Regions from separate parts of the Rattus norvegicus genome. Here region 2 is linked to region 1. Evidence: chromatin contacts called from public Hi-C data. All regions are on one chromosome and are shown on one strand. Each heading gives the region's core, a stretch centred on a gene start, on an enhancer-like site or on the middle of the called end of the contact. The rest is flanking DNA. Distances are from core to core; before and after follow the strand shown.

Region 1 (6,181 bases), core at 1,316-3,815:
CAAGCAAAGGATCAATAGATACAAAGCAGAAAAGCCAATCAATCCTTTTTATTTACGCATTGGCCCTGGAACAAATATTAGTGAGTATTGTTCCGTCCTCACCTCTCCAAGCTGGGAAGGTCATTACAGAGAGAATGACCGTATTTGGGCTCAGAAAAAGTGAGGGAGGAGGGGCACGAGATGGCAGTGTCATCATGGCAGGAACAGGGTGACCACCATCGGACTTGCACAAGACTGAGGGATCTCCTGGAACAGGAAGCTTCGAGCACAGGAGGAGTGAATTGTGACTAACTTCTTTGAGCCTCAGTTTTCTCACCCTTTAAATGGGGTATCAATGATGCTTGTTCCCATGTGACACGATGTCCTCGAGTCACTAGCCAGTGACTTCGAAAGCATCAGCTACTGTGTTACTACACATCTTTGCCACATCCAGTATTGTTTTCTGAGAGCGTTTACCCAGAATGTCACCTTTAAATCTAACAATGGGCACATTTTGAAGCTTATTATGATATGATTATCCTGTGTGCACCGAAGTGTGGATTCTGAGTGATGTGTAATCCCAGAGCATCTAATAATGAAAAGTACCTTTGTCTAGCCAAGGGGAGCAGCATGGGGCACGCCTTTAAGCCCAGCTATCTGGAGGCAGAGGCAGGCAGGTCTCTATGAGTTTGAGACCAGCTTAATCTACAGAGTCAGTTCCAGGACAGTTCCAGGGCTATGTAGAGAGACTGTCTCAAAAAATAAATTAACAACAAGAAAAGTGCTTTTGTCCATTTCCCCCCAAAGCTTTATTCACATTCAACCAATTTTTCTGCCTCAAATGTATTAATGTAGCTTTGGTATAGAAACACAGAAGAATGATCTGTTGTATTTGAAAATTAGACATGTTTCCCTAAATATTGTATCTATTAAAAAAGACCCAGATGTGGCAGTACATACCTTAAATCCCAGTATCAACCCCAGGGGCCAGGCCAGGTCATATAGGGCTACGTAGTGATTCTCTGTCTCAAAAAAAAAAGTTAAAGATGTCATTTTTTGTAATTTATATACTAGCTGTCTGTCGTCCTTCGAAAGACAACTTCAGAGTAAAAAATAGCCTAAGACAGAAATAATCAAGAAAGAAATGTCTGTTTTTTGTTTGGTTGATTGGTTCATTTGTTTGCTTGTATGTTTTGAGACAGGGTCTCTCCATGTAGTCCTAAACTATCCTGGAATTGATTCTGTAGACCAGGCAGACTGAACAGAGCTCTGCCTGCTTCTGCCTCCCAAGTGCTAATGTTGAAAGCATGTGCTCCCATGAGAAACATTGTTAATATTCGAAGACCAGAGCATTAGTAGGGAAACAGGGTGAGCTGAGATGTCATCAGCTTCAGCTCTGAGCTTCCTACAACAAAAGTAAAATTAGAAACAGACTTCCCACTCTAAAATTACACAGAAAGCACAGAAGGGTGTCCAGAAATCCGTGTCTTCGGGGCTGGGGATTTAGCTCAGTGGTAGAGCGCTTACCTAGGAAGCGCAAGGCCCTGGGTTCTGTCCCCAGCTCCAAAAAAAAAAAAAAAAAAAAAAGAAATCCGTGTCTTCCTATTCGTAAGCTCTGAGAACTCTCATGCAATTCTCTATGTAAAAGGCGCCGAGTAACATAGCAAGGTATCACAGCCTGAATTCTCTGAAGATGTGAGACTTTCATGTAACCCTTTCCACAGACCCTTCAGAAAAAACAAGGACAGGCGAGCAGGTACTGTCTCAACAAAAAAAAAAACAGAGTTTCAGGTTTGGTTTTCTTCTCCTCGGGACACCGGCTCCCTACCCTCTCCTATGTCCCCCATCCCACCCCAATCCCTTCTTCTAGAACTCATATTCATTCATTCATTCATTCATGATTTTCCTACCTCCCTTCCCTGTGTGTGAAAACAGCAAAACAATCTTCTGATTCTAAAAAACCCAGATATGTTGGGGTCTGGAGATCTTAACGTTGGTATTTCTCGAATATGAGTTCAGTGACGCTGGCAGTGTTGGTGGTGTTCACCGAGTCTTTCTGGCTTCCTTCATTTCCAGACACTCCTCTGCCAGGTGTGCCTGTCATTGCAGTGTGCAAAACACTGAAATAGGAGAAACTTGAGTGTGATTCCAGCCTGGAATACAGAGTAGCATCTTGCCGAGAGAGAGAGAGAGAGAGAGAGAGAGAGAGAGAGAGAGAGAGAGAGAGAGAATCAGGTTTGCAATAATAATATGAAACCATGTGGCATCCTATGGCCAATGAAAGGTAAGCATCAGCAATATTAATAACACATAGAATTACCAAGTGGAAATATAGATCTGGACAATTTTTGCCATACATTGTGTGGTTAGTTAGCAAGGGTGCTTGACACATTGCTTACTCCTGACATATATAATTATATTCAATCAGATTAAAAATAGGTAAAGTGGACTTAATTTTTGTGCATTCCTCACATGGGCAGCGTAATAGAGCTGGCCCTGCTGTTGTGGGACCGGGTGAGCCAGCCCTGAGAGCACGAGAACAGGAGCGCTGGCTCTCCCCTTGCTGGCTGTGTCACTGGGTGAGCTAACAGGGGCAGTGCTCGAGAGCTGGCCCTGATGGTTGGGTGCAGGAGAGTGGGTGGGCTGACCAACTCAGCTACCACTGGGCCCAAATCCAGACCTTTGAGTTGGCCCAGCCCAACATCTACCCCACCTATGAACTGCTGGAGTATGCGAAAGGGCCGGTCCTGCAGATCCAAAGCTGCAGGATCTCCAGGGCACGCAACAACAGGATGTCTTCGAGGAGCTGCTGTGAAGACCCAGTATTGATAGCGTAGCGGAAGTCAGAGGCCTCGAACCAGACCGATGACTCATTGCAATGAACGTTTGCAAGTAAAGATGTGTGGCCAAAAGGGTGTACTGTGTGACACACTGTGACACACTATAGCTTCCACAATTAGGTTTTTCTTTTTTTGAGGAGGAGGTTGCAACGGCAGAGGGTGGGTACAAAGAGACAGGGAAATGAGCGGGATTGGAGTGTAGGGTGTACAGTGCACAAAGAATCAACGAAAAGTGAAATAAAAACACTTGTACCTCAAAGGACATTATTGGGATGGCTCGATCATTCAATCAGTAAAGGATGCTTACCTAGGTTTGAGGACCTGCATCCGATTTCCTAGAACCCACTTTAAAAAAAAAAAAAAAAAAAAAAAAGAGGGCTGGAGAGAAAGAGCACTGGCTGCTCTTCCAGAGGTCCCAAGTTCAATTCCCAGTGTGTGTGTGTGTGTGTGTGTGTGTGTGTGTGTGTGTGTGTGTGTGTGTGTATAAGTAAGTAAACCTTTGTTTACAAAAAAAGCAAAACGAAACAAAAACACTGGATAGGCCGGAGAGAGGGCTCAGTTTTCTCAGCACTCAGTGATGTCTCATTATCATCTGTAATTCCAGCTCCCTGGGGATCTGATGCCCTCTTCTGGACTCCATAGGCACCAGACATTCAAGTGGCACACAGACATAATGTGCAGGCAAAATATTCATACACATAAAGCATAAATAAGTAAATAAGTCTCTAAAAGTAAGGGGGGTAGGCAGGGTTGTAATGCTATCCCAGGGCTGGGAGCAGAGACAGGTTCATGTAGGGTATTATGCCAGCCAGCCAGCCTTGCTTCCTTGGCAAGTTCCAAGCCAGTGAGAAATCATATCTCAAAGAACAATGTGCCAAGGGCTAGAGAGATGGCTCAGAGGTTAAAAGCACTGGCTGCTTATCCAGAGGTCCTGGGTTCAAGTCCCAGCAACCACATTGTAGCTCACAACCATCTACAATGAGATCTGGTTCCCTGTTCTGGAGTGCCAGCACACATGCAGGGAGAACACTGTATACATAATAAATAAATCTTAAAAAACAAAGACAAACAAACAACACAGCTTTAATAGCACACAGCTTTAATCTTGCAGAGGTGGATGGATCTCCGTGACTTTGGGGCCAGCCTAGTGTGTTTTCCCATCCTACTCCCCTCCCTTCCCCCTCAGGGTGTCCAAGTGCTGCACACTGAACTAAAAGGAAGAAGCAGAGCCTGGAACAGCTGCGGTCTGCAGGATCCTCTCAGGTTGTGCACAGACACTTTATTCGGGGTGAACAAGGCCTATATACCAACCTTGGAGAGTGGGAAGGGGTTTTCAAGGTGAACATAAGTCATTGGCTGAAGCTTAACAGACAGGCAATGCCTCATTTGCATGAAGAGGCATCCCAGGGATCCCAGGCAGGTTCTTATGGGGCGAGGGGGTTGGGGGTTGAACTTGTAATGTTGCCAAGGACCATGTGACCTTCCTCAGGTAGAGGGTGTAGGAGTCAGGCACCACAGGTAAGGTCAGGCAGAGAGGAGAAAGCCCTGCTGGAAAAGAGAGTCCTCCATTTTTCGGTGAGTTCAGAGGAGCGATCCCAACATGGCAGACTGCAACCTTAAATAGCCCAGTCCACATAGAGGCCTTGTCTCAAAATAGCAAGAAAACCAATGTTGGAAGCAATTGAAGAATGATAACTGAGGTTTTCATCTGGCCTCGACATACACCTGATCTCTCTCTCTCTCTCTCTTTCTCTCTCTCTCTCTCTCTCTCTCTCTCTCTCTCTCTCGCACACAGACACAGAGACACACACGTGCACACACACAAGAAGCCACTGATCACAAGAAAAGGACATATAACACAGTTTTAAGATAAATAAGAAGCTGCAGGGATACAGGTCCGTCTTGGAGCGATGGCAGGTACCCACAGCTTGGGTCTGACCTCCAGTGCTGCGGGTCTCTGAGAGTGATGGAACTTTTCTCAGCCCATATTGTGTGACTAAGGCATTTAGGGCGCTGGACAGTCAACAGTCACCGAGAGTCAGCCTGAGAAAGTGACTTTGAGTTCCTTGTCTCGAACTGATGGAGACTCAACACTCAGAAACGGGTGGTCATCAGCAAAGCAGAGCAAAGCTTTATTAAGTCAAATTCTGGGGGCCAAAGGGAAAGAAACACTCAGAGTAGGGAGGGGCACTGAGGAAGCTGTTGTTCATCAACGACCATAAGACCCGTGTGGTAGAAGCTGGACAAAGACTGGGTTAATTTCTACTGAGATTGGTTCATTCTCTGAGTGTATCTGGGGCTGAGCCAAGTAGGGGGTGGCATGCTCTGTGCATAGTCTCCTGGCCCACAGGGTGACTGATTGAGTACCCTTCCTTCATCGCTCACCCAGCTAGCAGTGGCTGAAGCTCTCTGCTGTCCATCTCTCAGAGCTTTTTCTTACTTGCTGACCTCACTGTCAGCTAGCTGTTAGCCCTGGCCAGCCTGCTACCGCCCACATTGCCAGTGTTGTTCATCTCCAACCTTGCCTGGCTGGTGTCTTGCTGGCTGTTAACATAACATAACTCTGCTGTCTTTTTTTTGTTTTTGTTTTTTTTATTTTCACATTTATGTGTCCTACTGGTAGTTGTCATCACGGGCCTTTCCCCCTTACTACCTACACAAAGCCAACTCCTGCCGTACCACCACCACCACCACTACCAACATACACACACACACACACACACACACACACACACACGTAAAGGGGAAGGATTTGAATGAGTATTTCTCCAAAAAAGAGACATGCATAGACAATGAACACATGGAAAGATGCCCACATCATTAGTCAACAGAGAAATGTAGTTTAAAACAAAACAAAACGAACACAGACAGAGGAATTGAAGGAATTGGAGCCCTTCACCGCTAGTGGGAATGTATGATGTCTAGCCACTGCAGAATAGACTTTGCTAATTTCTCTAACTATTAAGCACAGAGTTATCTTGTAACTTAGCAACTTTACCTCTAGCTATATGCTCAAGAAAGTTAAAAGCACAAATCCACTCAAAATGCATACACGCATGTTCATTAGCTGTGTTATATATGCCCCAAAAGTAGAAGAAACAACCCAGTGTCTGTCCATCAATATAGAAATAAATAAAATGTGGCGTGTTTATACAGTGGAATATTACTCAGCGACGGGAAAGAAGTGGAGTTCTGTGATACACTATAACATGAGTGGGTCTTTGAACTAATGTGGGAGGTGAGGGAAGTCGTGGATAAGAGCCATCCACAACAGGTAAATGAACAGTGACAAGAGCACATTCGTGACTGCCAGGAACTAATTCGAAGGGGGAATCCTGCTAATAACAACAGGGCTTCTGTCT
Region 2 (6,181 bases), core at 1,173-3,672, 88 kb before region 1:
ACATGGTCCTTTCACCTTCAAGGCTAACTGGACACAGACAGAGACTGGGGGTGGGGAACGTTATGTGGCATTATCACGGCTGGTTCTCCGTCAGGCACCGTGTCTCCCACGGTTGAACTCACCTAATCCCCACAGAATTCCCGGAGTGGAGGGGCCACCTGATTGTGCTACTATTGACGAAGGAACCAGGTATTGAAGGTAGACAGCACAGGCACAGAGGGAGCAGGGATGGGATTCAGCTGTTCCTTGTGTGAAACTCTTCCGTTTCAAAATACTGTGGATTATGGCGGTCACTGTGCTGCTGGACTGAACTGCATCCCTCCTCCATATCCCCATCCCATCACCAAAGGCATGTTGGAGTCCTTCTAGCTGCTGATGCTGTGACAGGAATCTGACCTGAAAAACAAGTCTTTACAGAGGAAATCACATTCAGATAAAGGGCTGAGGTGTAGCTTGGTGGCAGAACATGTACTTTACCTGCATAAGATCCTGGGCTTGATCTTTTAGTCTTTACTTTTATTTTTTCAAATATTTTACTTATTTATTTATGTATTTAGAATCTCTCTCTCTCTCTCTCTCTCTCTCTCTCTCTCTCTGTGTGTGTGTGTGTGTGTGTGTGTGTGTGTACATGTCTACACACACACACTGGATTGACATTAAGATGAGGTCACCCTAGGTTAGGATAACTCCCACTTTATGACTCGTGTCTCCTAGACTGGAATACTATAGGACTTGGGTTGAGTGCTTACAGAACTTGCACAAAGTCCTGGGTGCACGGTGGCACACACCTGTAATTCTAGCACTCGGTGGATGGAGGTCAGGCAGCCAGAAGCTCAAGATCAAGCTATGTCTCTAGATAGCCACATCTCAAGGCCAGCCTGAGATGAATGAGACCCCGTCTCAAACAAGAGTGCTAAGTTCGGAAAGAAACACAGAGGATAGGGCTGTGTGTGGACAGACACTGACTGGAGCACTAGGTGCTTGGAGAAATGCCGGCACCTGCCAGAAGCTAGAGGAGGCCCGGAAGAGTTTACCTATCAGCCTCCAGAAGGGTCACGGCTGCTGGATCGTGGCTTCAGATAATGGCCTCTCATTAGCTCACTGCCTCGGCTGCCTCAGAAGGCTAAGCACTGACAAATATGAGAAAAGCCTGGTAGGGTCTCTGCTCCCTCTACAAGTGCACAGGACACTTGATCCAGGAACTACTAGAGACTCCAGAGAGCAGAAAATTTTGTCTGGGGGATGGGGGATGTGGGGGAGGAGGAGTGAACCTTTTTACCTTCTTTACAGGTTGGTGATTCTACCTTCAAAGAATGGTAATTGTTACTTCTGACTTTTTAAAAAAATGATAATAATTGTAAAATGGTCCCCAGATGGAAAGGCAAAATCACCTGCTGTAAACAAAAAATGAAAAAATATTAAGGTAAAAAGTATTTATCTGTTTTTTTTTTTCCTACTACTCACGAGTCACAGTGTGAAAGAAATTCAGCATTGTAGACCTGTATTAAGCTGCTGTGAGGACCACAAATCTAGCTGTTTGGTACAACATTCTGTGCAAAGAGCATGCGTGTGTGCGTGTGTGTTTGCCTGTGCCATGATTCACTAATGGAGGTCAGAAGACAATCTGTAGGAGTCTCTCTCTCTCATTCCATCCTGTGAGTTCCAAGGATTCTACTCAGGTCGGCAGGCTTGGTGGCCAGTGCCTTTCCCCACTCAGCCACCATGACAAGCTTTTTGTTTGATTTTGTTTTGTTTTAACTGTGTTTATTTGTACATGTTTGGGTGTTTTGCCTGCATGTGTGTCCACACACCATGCACATGCCCGGTGTCCAAGGTGTTACAGATCATTGTGAGACACGACATGGGTGCTGGGCATTGAACTTGGATTCTCTGGCAGGGTCCAAGTACTTTTAATCACCGAACCATCTCTCTAGCCCTTGTTTTAGCTTTTAATATAAGAGCTGACATATTACAAACTTCACTGTGCAGCCCAGACTTGTCTTGAGCTCATGACCCTCCTGCTTCGGTCTCGGAAGATGTGTAATTACAAGCATCCTCATCTTCATGCCTGTCTTGAAGTGGCTGTTAAGTGTGCAAGTGCCACTCACAGTTACAAGAACAGCTGCGGGCCTTTGGCGCCTGGGAAATGAAGAGAGTTGGACATCTACCATTAGCACAACCTTGTGCAAGTGTCACGTCATCACCCCAGGTCATAACCAATGATGTGTCTCGTCTTGAGCGGAGAAAATAAATAAGACTTTTAGGCTAAGAAGAGATCTTTTCATTGTACCGTTGCGGGGAGAAATGTGGAAACCCAGCCAAAGCACACAAGCTGACCTTTGTTTAGACGCTGGCATGAAGGAGAGTGGAAAGGGCTGTTGGGATAAAGAGATATTTGTGTTTCCAACTTGCAAGGGCTGTTGGGATTGTGACACTCCTCAGCACACAGGCCCTTCTGATAAGAGTCAACACGGGCAAGAGTGTCTAGTGCAGTCTATTCTGCTCTTCCCGTGTGGTGTAAAGACCCCACAGGGATGAAAGCCTACTGCACAGACGGAAGCCTGAGGGCCTGGTGTTCCCAGGAAGTCGCCCAGACTGCTGAGTGCCTCAACTGTTGACATTTAAGCGTTTGGCCAACAGGCAAAACACCAATTAAGTTGTGCATGTTTCCTGCTGCCACCTTTTCCTCGGGCACAGTGCCGTCTACAAAGGACATGCTAAGGCTGGACAGACAGATGGCTTCTGTGGGTCTTTTACTCTTGCTGAGCAAGAGTGAGGATCTGAGTTCAAACCCCAAGAACACATACAAAGCCAGGCACAGTTGCATGCTTGTGACGCCAGCGATCCTGCAGTGGGATGGGAGGCAGAGACCAGAGAATGTGCAGAAATTCAAGGGCCACCTAGGTTGGCATATAGACTCTGTGTCAGTCAAGATCAAAAACAAAAAAAATAATAATAAAAAAAACCTAAACTTGTGCTCTGACCTCCACTCATGTACTATGGTGTGCGAGCATGCTCTCCCCCACACACTTATACATACAAATACACACATACACACACAAACACACATACACACACAACACATACATGTACACATATACATACACACACACACACACACACACACACACACACACACACACACACAGCTCTGGAGTTCACGGTGTGAAGTCAGGGTATCATCAGGACTAGGCTGCCGCTGAAAATGCTAGAGGAGACCCTCTCCTAGTTGGAGTAGCTACTTGGTTTGTGACAGCATGCTCCCAGCAATCATCTGGGGTTCTCTCTGCATGCCAGCCTGTGCCCTTGCCTTCCCTGCATGAAGGCTGTCAGGCAGACTGAAGCCCAGCCTCATCCTAACAAATTACATCTTCAAAGACCCTCTTACCAAAGTTCCCTTCTGTTATCGGCATAGCAATTTTGGTGGGTCATGGCTGATTCCATGATATACCTCTCCCTCTTATAAAGCAGGATATGGAGGGACTGCTGTGGGCTCCGGCAACGGCAGTTGTCCATTGTACACAGCAGAGTGAGGCTGGAGAAATAGCTGTCCTAGCCTCTTTCTCATACCACTCTCCGGGCATCAAACCCAGCAGTAACACAGGACAAGGGAGGCAAGTGGATTCTGGGGAGGTCAATCTTGTGCCAGCACAAGTCAGAGAAGGGGGAGGCCTGAGTGGGGTGCCTGCATGCAAATGTTCCTGCAGGTGTCGTGTATGGGGGGGTTAGGGGGAGCAGCTGAGGAACGGCCAGAGTCTAACGGGTTAGGGACAAGGTGTAGACGACTGAACATGACACAAATGATTTGGATACTGAGGATACTGGCCACCATTATACCCATCAGCACATTGTTTTCAGTGGGTTGTTTGTTTGTTTGTTGTTTGTTTGTTTGTTTTTCGTATGTGTGAAGTAGGAAGAATAAAATCCAGGACCATGGGGACACTGGAGACTTTGCCACTGAGCTATGGCCTGCGTTTCGGCATTTCTGATCACTTCTACATTGATGTTCTTAGATTCATGGCACCTTACTTGTTTTACTATTGATCAGTGAGTGTGTTAGCTACTATTCTATTGCTGTAATAAAACGCTACCACCAAGGCAGCTTAAGAAGAAAGTTTAATTGGGCTTATTGTTCAGAGAGTTAGAGTCCATAGTAGCTGGGCAAAAAAGGCCTCCTGGAAGGAACAGCTGAGAGCTCAGAGGCACAGTGGGTGTGGCGTGAATCTTTTGAAATCTCCAAGCCCAGGGACACACCTCCTCCACCAAGGCCTTGCTCCTCACCCTTTCAAACAGGTCCACCAACTGGGGACCAAGTATTCAAACATAGGAGCCTGCAGAGTCCATTCTCATTCAGACCACCGCAGTTAGCAATTGGAATGATATCTTTGATAGACTTTATGACTCCATCAGAGCCACAATTCGCATCCTTTTGGAAAACGTTATCTTTAAACAACTCCTGTGGTTCTTAGATTGAACCGAGATCTTCCTCTCCGCCTTTGTACAAGTTATGGGCACCTTCCAGAATGTTTGCCTCCATCTTTCCTTCTCCCTGAAGAGCTCCTAACCATTCTTCATTGCCTAGCTAAGGAGCGCCTCTTCTTTGAGTCCTCTGATTCTCTCAAGATGTTAACTGCCCCTGAGTTAAGTTAGCACTTTGCACACACCTTTATTTTCATGCTTTGTTCACCGTGTCTATAGTTACTCCCGCCTGCTTACTCAGAACATTTTACATTACTGAATATTCCTTCGTGGCAATCACCTGCGTGTGACAGGCTCTTCCGACAAATACCTGTGGAAAAACAAGTGGGGAGTTTTTATATGGGGTCATGGTTGTGAAGGTTTCAATGCATTACCATAAGGAGGACAGTAGCTCCTGTGTGATGGTCAGGAGGCAGAGAGAGAGAGAGAGAGAGAGAGAGAGAGAGAGAGAGAGAGAGAGAGAGAGAGAGAGAGAGAGAACTGGCTTCTCTTCATTTTCTTGGGGCCCTAGACTACCAGATGGTACCATCCTCATTCAGAGCAGTTCTCCCTCAGTTAGCCCTCTCTGGAAACGCCCTCACAAACACTGCAGAAGTGTGTGCTACAAATCTCCCAGACGCTCCGCAGTCCAACCAAGCTGACAGCATCAGGCATTAGTCCCCACCCCCACCCCCCCTTGCCTTATGAACTCCATCATGTTCGTGCTTTCTTCTTTTACAAGCGAAGAAACTAAGCTTAGGGAAGGCAAAAAGCTTGCTCCCCACCCCGCCCCAAATAAAACATTTTAAATTTTATTAGTATTGTGTGCATGTGCATTTGGTGTGTGTGTGTGTGTGTGTGTGTGTGTGTGTGTGTGTGTGTGTGCGCGCGCGCGCGCATTTGATGTGTGTGCATGTGAGTGTGGGCTTACCGCACGTGTGTGGAGCTAAGGGAAGGACTGTGAAGTCAGTTCTCTCTCCCACCCTTACACGAGCTCTGGGGGTAATCCTGTTGTCTCCGGCTAGCAGGGTGAGCACCTGTGGCTGCTGAGCCATCTTGCCAGTCCTGCAAACTGAACTCTGAACCGCAGCGATATCCTGCTTGCCGCAGCAGAGCCTTAGCACACCCTTCCCCCACCCCCCTCCCCGACCCCCGATCTCTTTAACTCCCACTTGAACAGAACGAGGTGGGGCTGTTGTAATTGTCCTGTTGTCCATCACAGTATAATAGATCTTCCTTCCCAGGTCAAGACAATGAAGAATGAAATGATTTCTAATACCTTATTTATTTTGATCCTCAGAAACTAGCACATGTCAACGAGTCAAACGCCTCTGTTACTACTCTACAATGCCGCCTAACTTAAAAACAAGTCTCCGTTCATATGGCAAGCACCACCCTTGACACACGGAGCCATGGTTTACCTAACCAATAACATTGGCAACTCTGGAGCGAGCGGCCCTGCAAAGCAGCCAGTGGTGCCCTCGTACGTGTAACCCCTGGTTCATCAGTGACCAACCAGCCCCTGCCAAAGGTCTGCACCTATTGGTTGGCGTTCACAGGAGCCTCTGCGGTGTCTATTGCCTGTGTCGCTCCTCCATGTGTGCTTCCACCTGGTGAGTGCTCAGCTTCCTAAAGTCTTTACCTGCTCCTCCTCCCACGCAGGGGAGGCAGGGGTGGCAATACACGGGCACAATGCCAAAATGAGGCTTTGATTACATGGGGG

What was found. Hi-C and Micro-C count contacts between places; a contact is called where the count stands out from the background.
Region 2: a Hi-C map of Schwann cells shows a contact between it and region 1, with 2.1 times the contacts expected there. The contact joins two enhancer-like sites. A contact is called at or near these places in 2 of 12 Hi-C or Micro-C datasets (Schwann cells and liver).

What each region holds. Positions count from the first base shown.
Region 1 is chr3:76,840,550-76,846,730 of GRCr8, reverse strand. The region is part of intron 2 of LOC102555148 (a long non-coding RNA gene); the gene reads right to left. Among named protein-coding and RNA genes, the nearest start is that of Dlx2, 62 kb to the right of the region's middle. Within about 2 kb of position 2,565, at least 2 of the 93 cell types and tissues checked have an H3K27ac peak or open chromatin away from gene starts, as enhancers often do. A contact at or near this core is called in Schwann cells, where this site is marked.
Region 2 is chr3:76,928,057-76,934,237 of GRCr8, reverse strand. No RefSeq gene overlaps it. Among named protein-coding and RNA genes, the nearest start is that of Itga6, 94 kb to the left of the region's middle. Within about 2 kb of position 2,422, at least 19 of the 93 cell types and tissues checked have an H3K27ac peak or open chromatin away from gene starts, as enhancers often do. A contact at or near this core is called in Schwann cells, where this site is marked.